2 separate regions of the Danio rerio genome follow, and region 1 is linked to region 2. A link is a contact called in public Micro-C data. All regions are on one chromosome and are shown on one strand. The core of a region is the stretch at or near the end of the contact, and the rest is flanking DNA. Distances in the headings are between cores, read along the strand shown. Region 1 holds the start of wdfy4 (WDFY family member 4). Region 2 holds the start of ercc6 (excision repair cross-complementation group 6).

Region 1 (3,646 bases), core at 833-3,332, 200 kb before region 2:
ATATTATTATTATTACAATTAAGAAAAATAACATTATTCTGTATGCTGTGCCGAGTATTTTTTCCAAATAAAAATGTAAATGTATTAGGTGTAACAGGTGGTAGAAACAGACTCAAACTGTTAAAATAGCACATAAGTTCAGAAATACACAATAAAGTAAACGATATGTTGGTGATAAGAGTAACGTTAGAAAAATGAAGTGAACAGGATGAGGAAGAAGAAAGTGAAATGTTAACCAGCGGATCAGTACGATCTCTTCCATTATCATCTGTTACTGTGGAACAGCTTCTTCCATCTTTAAAACACAACTCTCACCTTTTTGTTTCAGGACTCCTCGATCCTGCTGTAATAAATGGGAAACTCGATCGATCTCACCCCGCTGAACCGATTCAAATATACAACTTCCTGAAACCTGCAGCATTCTGCCAACCGTTCATTTACGCCTTCTTTCGGCCGAAGAAACCCATGGCTAAGTGCAAGATATTCATTATTTAATGATATTTGAATAATTTTGTTAGGTTCCTGCAGCCAATAGGTCTCGGTCCATTATAATACCGTTAGATAATCAATCATCCGATCCGACAAAACAGCCAATCTGATAATATGTAAATATACAGATCTGATTTGAGGAAAGCCCCGCCTTCTGTGGGTGGATTCAACCAATCGACAGAATGTATGTAATACCTTAAATGTCCTCTAGTGGATGCTTAGTGGCCCAAAGTACTCTCCATTAGAAATGCATTCGGTGTTTTCACTCCTCTGCAGACGTCTATAAGAACTAACTTATTGATTAACGCCATTGAAAAATGAAATTTCTTATTAAAATATATTTTTAAAAAGTAAGTAAATAAATAAAGATTCAGTTGCCTGGGTAACGTTAATTACATAAAACTTCCGCCGGTAATACCCGCCCATTATTTATTTCCTGTTTCCGTATTAGCGTCAAATTTAAAGTAAATTCATTCATTCATTCATTCATTCATTCATTCATTCATTCATTTTCGGCTTAGTCCCTTTATTAATCTGGGGTCACCACAGCGGAATGAACCGCCATTTAAAGTACAACCTATGTAAAATAAAAAAGCTGAAACAATTTCTAAGTTACATGTTTATTTTAGCAAGTTTTTCATAAAGTTATGTTACCTTTTTGTCGGACTAATGTGGCTCGTACTGTCTTTATGTCTGTCCTGTAACACATCTTTTTACATCTGTTCCTGACCATGCAAGACAGAACGCATGCTGGTATTGTTTTTTTTTTTTTTTTTGTGCTGAAGTAAACCAACCAAAATCCCATTCTCAGATAATTTAACCTATGGAGTCAAATCAGGGCCTTTTATACTTGAAACAAAAAATAGCATCTTGATCAACAGATCAGTAATCTTAAAATCACATGGTAAAAGATATTCTAATATTGTATACATATTTAAGCTATTATTTCGTTTAGTCATTAATTTTTAACTGTTCTTAAAAAAAATAATGAATGTATTTGTAACTAGGCATTGATAAAACTGTTTTATTATTGCTTGGGGTTTCACTTACTTTTATCTTAGTGTTTATTTTTTGTGACATTATTAGTTTTATATAATAAATCGATTAATTCTCTGAATTTTTAATTTAATTTACATTTTTACTTTTTTTACGGACTCCATTGTGTCTTTTTCATATTTGGACCCCAGATAGCCTATTTAAAATCCTCTCTATATAATATTTTTTGTAATATCTCAACTCACCACAAGATGTCGCCATTGCTCTTTGTTTGAATTATTTACGCTCTGTCAATTATCAGAATCACTTTAAACACCAGAGGGCATAGACACTATCTACATTTCCTCAGACAATTTTTTTTTTTTTTTTGATTGGTCGATTTAGAATATTCATTTTGGAATAATACAACTAATGCAGCCCTGTTGATCTTCTGCTGTGTGGAAAACACACGCACATATGTGCGCTTTGAAAATACTTCTGCTTTTTTTACTAGGAAGTGAAGCACATGACCAGGCGCAGCTGATGTCAGAGTTTCACATTGTGCAAAGTTCAGCCAGCCGGTGTGGATAAGGCAGATTAGGAGGCATGTATGAACTGGCCATTCACTCACCGAGCGTTGTTGTGACATGGGAAGCCAGAGGAAAGCCTTCTGTCCAGCCATAAAACGACGTACACAAGCCTTGTCAATGACTTGAGATGCCACCTACTAAACAACAGGTACGTTTTAGATTGGAGCATACTGAACTGAAGTATCACATAATACTTTCAATGGTTAATTCCTTTATACTGCATATGCAAACATCAGATGTTGACAGCTTTATTTTGAGAGGTCGCCGTTTATTTTGGGGCGTGAGTGTTTTACTGTAAGTGCATTTAAACCTGTTCTGTCACCTGGAGACTCAACTTAAAGGTAGAGATAAACAAGGAAGCTTGCTTGATTTTAGCTAAGTGTTTCATAAGCCTCATTTGTTTGCCATCCAACTGATTTGTTTGGTCAGATTTCATTGCATAAGAGCCAGGGCGACTGCTAAAGAGCGTCAAGAAACGTTACTGCTGTTAAGGCTGTAAATAAAATAAGAAGATGACATTCAAGTGTTGTATTTAGATAGTGAATGAATAAACTAGTGAGGGACTGTGCAGTGCAAATATGTCATTTATTCTGGAATGCAAGTTGTCCTCCCTGTAGCAAAACAAGCCCACATCTTGACATCACAAGATCACATTAACGTGTGAACAGCTGATTGTAAGATGCAGGAAAACCCACTGAATTACTGCTGTGATTTGGCAATTGAAGGAAAGCAGTTAAAGATCAGTATTTCATTGTCAAACATTTCCTTTTCTACGATTTTGCATGAGATTTTAATAATGAATATGTTTAAAAGTTTTAGATAACTCAAGAGAGTGTGTTTTATCTTAAAGTTATGGTACTGACCAAGTACCCTAAAGATCTGTACTGTAGTAGCCCAGATATTTCTTTTGGGAAGAATTTGATGGATAAAAATCTAAAAAGGTTGTTTTCGTGGCACATTCTTGAAGATCCAGTAAATGTTTTGAGATGTTTTATCTGTATCGACAGTAAGTGTCTTTGTGTAATTTTATTTATTTTTATTTTTTAAAGGAGCCGGATGCGGAAATGGACAGAGTCAGTAAGGAGAATGGGGAACTCAGCGCATCAGGGGAGAGTGCAGAGAGCATAGAACTGAAAGCCAGCCAAATCAACAGTGATAAAAATGAGGACCTGAAAGAAGACAATGATCTAGAGGAGGTTCTGAGAGAGCAGCTAATTCAGCTGGATACTATAAACCAACAGTCACCAGAACAAAGAGAGCAAGAGCTCAGCCGACTCCTGCTTCTGTTCATTCAGGTACAGTAAATCAGTGGGACAACTGAATAAAAATGTTGGGGCGCAAATGTTATTTAATCACAGACACAACTTCATATTATACATGAGCATATCACATGAGTAGCAGTGTGATATGGCTGGATTTCGGCACTGGTGGGAGTTGGGCCTTACGCCCCATTCACACGGGGCTTCAGAATCAATGCTTGACTGAAGGCGTGTCTGAAGCCGTGCCAATCAGGTCGCTTACTGCAAATACACCATTTCAAACAGTAGCCTATTGCTGACTAATTAAATTGGCTGACACTGCTATAATGATCG
Region 2 (3,636 bases), core at 1,003-3,502:
AATAGAAAATAAAGTTCAAATATATATTTTTAAAATAATACAAACCAATTATAGATACTAAAAGTCAAACATTATTTGCTTTAAAGTAATTATCTTCTCCTTAACAAAGCCTAATTTATTTGTAAATCAGTAAAACTGTGAGCTATTACATTTTTAAATGAGTATGAATAGATTTAAAATATAATTTATTCCTGTGATTTCAAGCTGAATTTACATGATCATTATTGCAGTCTTCAGCATCACATGGACCTTCAGAAATATTTTTAAAATACTGAATTGCTGTCATAATCTATTTTAATTGGTGTTAAATCATTAAATATTTCAAAAATTACTATTAATGAGGGTTCTTTTTATAATCAATGTTGAATTTTTTTTTCTGCTTTATATTTTTGTGGGGGAAAATACATGCAACTAATAAAAGCATTTATTTGAAATAGAAATATTTTTTAATATGATTTAACAAGATTTTACTGTCAATTTAATTATTGTGTTGTTGATGAATAAAACTAGTACTTAACAAAACATACTTTTTAAAAATCGTATGGAATCCACAAAAACACAGCATGAACATTTCTAAATGAATTTAACGTTTATAATGTATTTTTGATCAAATGAAGACAGCATTTCCGACTAGAATTTCATATAATGCAGCAGTACAGGCTAAACCCAGCAAAACTAACAATCCAGCATATACTCACCTTATTCTCTTTTTGCCGTTTAACAGACTCAATTTTCCGACTGATATCCTTGCTAGAGGCAGCATGAGGGGTTAACTGCTCCAATATTTTGTTGATGTGTTTCAAAGCACTTGTACATGACCTGAAATGTTTTACAAACCAACCACATTACTGTAGATCAACCTCAAATTTGAGCTATTCATTTTTTGACACATATTGCACAATATTACAAGAGCAAGTAAGGCAGCCATAAATTCACCTGACGTCATCCAGTACAGACTCGTATTCTTTCTGGGCCTCAGCTTTAGCCGCAGCCTGGTTGGCTTCCTGAATGGCTCTGTCCACCTGCTGCAACACACCCTGCTCCAGGACATCTTGGTCGTAAACATCCACACCCAGACCTTGGAGCTCAGCGGCCTGAGAGCTGTGGTCCACCGATAGGATCTCCTGACGGTTGATCTGGAGCAGAGGTTGTGATTTTCTCGAATTCTGTGCCCCGACAGTCTCCGGACAGGCAGCCGCTGGCTCTTCCCTACTACTTCCAGGGATGGAAAGGCCATTGTCTTCTGGAGCTCCAGGAGTAAGAGCACTCACAGGGCTGGACAGGGGTGACAGGGCCTGGTCCTCGGTACCTTCTACTGGCATTGCTATGTCACTGTGAATTAGAATGGTCTAAGAGTGTAAAGTTTGGTTGTAAAATTTGAGTAACTGAACACCAAAGTAAGAGTATTTTAGCCTATATCAAGAATAACTAAAAAGAGTCGCTTTTTCAAGAATCACATTTTTAATTGTAAAAATGTGTTTTGAGCAATTACAATGACTGTTAAAGAACAAATAAACAGACATACACAATTTAACATTACAACAGTCTCAGATTTTACTGTATTAAATAATATCAACACAATGAAAGAAATAATTTTAAGGCAACCGCGGTTATGTTGATATTTTATCTTTTTTTCCACACACTGTCTTTTCTTACAGTATTAGAATGGTCTAAGACCATTTGAGTAACTGAACACCAAAGTACCAGTATTTAAATAACAGTAACAATAAAGCTCATATAAAAAAATACTATATAGAAAGAATCGCTTATATTATATTAATAGTCACATTTAAGATGTCTAAAAACATGTGTTTTGATCACTTAAAGTGTCTGTCAAAGAACAAAACAAGAGACATAACCTTACAAGACAAGACATTGCAACAGCCTCGGATTTTTTTTTCTTGAATAACGTTAACGTTATATAACATAAACCCAAAGCGATGAACGTATTAATTGTAAGGCAATCATGGGTCTCTTAATATTTTATTATTTTCTTTCAGACACCCAGTGTCTTACCAAACAGTATGTGCAGTTTGCTAAATGCTAACCGCTAGCATATTATTGTTTACACTCAGCTCAAATTAGACTTTAAAAAGCCCAATAGTAAACAACAAACCTTCACACCGACCCGACTCTTTCAAAAGATTTATTCGTTTATCGTGAAATCCATTAAAATCTCGGTTTTAGTAGGTTTTCTGTGTACTACTGTCTTGCATGTGAACTTGTTATACAATCACTGCATAATGAACTGTGAAGGGAGAGAGTGTAAGTTACCGTGTGGATGTCAGCTGCTGAGGAAACATGTCAAAATAAAAGTGCAGAGAGCTTTCGCTTTAATCATTATTTTACTATATATATATATATATATATATATATATATATATATATATATATATATATATATATATATATATATATATATATATATAAAGTTGTGTAGTTTTAGACTAACTGATTACTTATAATTTGCATTCTGTCATCAAACACTCAAATTCAGTGCTTGTAATTAGATTATATATTACGTTTTAAAAGAATCACAATTAAACAAAGGTTATTTTTTATATCGATAACGTTTTTATGTTATTATTGTTATTATGATGTACTATTATCTGTGTACCGGTTTACTACATGCGGATGTGATATAAATCAATCAAACAAACAACAAACAAACAAATAAAGCCCCCCTGTACAGTCATTTACTTTTTATTAAAACATTTCTTTGTTGTCCCAAACTGTGAAAAACTATATTAGTAGCTATAGTAGCTACTGTATATGGGTAATGTAGACAAACATATCTCAAACAAATTGAAACGTGTGAATGTAAAAAAATGTAAAACAAAAAGACAACAATTATTAAATAATTTTATAACAATAAAATAATATAAGCAAACATTTATTTAAGACATGCAAATGAGTACAAAGTACAAATGAAATAGATTAAAAAATAATAATACATGAGGGGCGAAGCAGTGGCAAAGTAGGGCAGCAAGAAGGTCACTGGGTCGCTGGTTCGAACCTCAGCTCAGTTGGCGTTTCTGTGTGGAGTTTGCATGTTCTCCCTGCGTTCGCGTGGGTTTCCTCCGGGTGCTCCAGGTTTCCCCCACAGACATTCGGTACAGGTGAATTGGGTAGGCTAAACTGTCCATAGTGTATGAGTGTGTGTGTGTGTGTGAATGTGTGTGTAGAGCAGTAGGTTGTGGTAAAAATATGCTGGATAAGTTGGCGGTTCATACTGCTGTGGCGACCCCGGATTAATAAAGGCACTAAGCTGAAAAGAAAATGAATGAATGAATAAAACGTGAATAAATTAAAGTGAAATTATATAAATGAAAAAAATATATAGAAAGGTATAAATATATGAATATCTATGAAAAAGATATATGAATATTTTATATATTCATATAAAAATATAATAAACTAGGGCAGCACAATCGCCTTACAGAAAGAAGGAATAATTTCAAATATATAAATTGTAAAATAAAATAGAAAGATATAAAACAAATATAAAATATATTTTATATAAATATAAGTTTTAAACAATTAATATAATTTATTTAAACGTTCACATTAGTAATTTGATATATTATCTGTAATAAATATTTTAACTGTGTTTAATGTCAGGATAGAAATCTCTCT

What was found. Hi-C and Micro-C count contacts between places; a contact is called where the count stands out from the background.
Region 1: a Micro-C map of caudal fin shows a contact between it and region 2, with 4 times the contacts expected there. The contact joins the promoter of wdfy4 here to the promoter of ercc6 in region 2. A contact is called at or near these places in 3 of 18 Hi-C or Micro-C datasets (caudal fin, embryo and hematopoietic stem cells).

What each region holds. Positions count from the first base shown.
Region 1 is chr13:34,467,607-34,471,252 of GRCz12tu, reverse strand. It overlaps wdfy4 (WDFY family member 4), which reads left to right and starts at 2,082. Exons shown (of 63, transcript XR_012388779.1): 1 at 2,082-2,202; 2 at 3,104-3,349. si:ch211-223a10.1 reads right to left here and starts at 938. Exons shown (of 10, transcript XM_068213074.2): 1 at 685-938.
Region 2 is chr13:34,272,743-34,276,378 of GRCz12tu, reverse strand. It overlaps ercc6 (excision repair cross-complementation group 6), which reads right to left and starts at 2,252. Exons shown (of 20, transcript XM_683880.10): 1 at 2,117-2,252; 2 at 937-1,332; 3 at 699-819. The coding sequence starts at 1,322.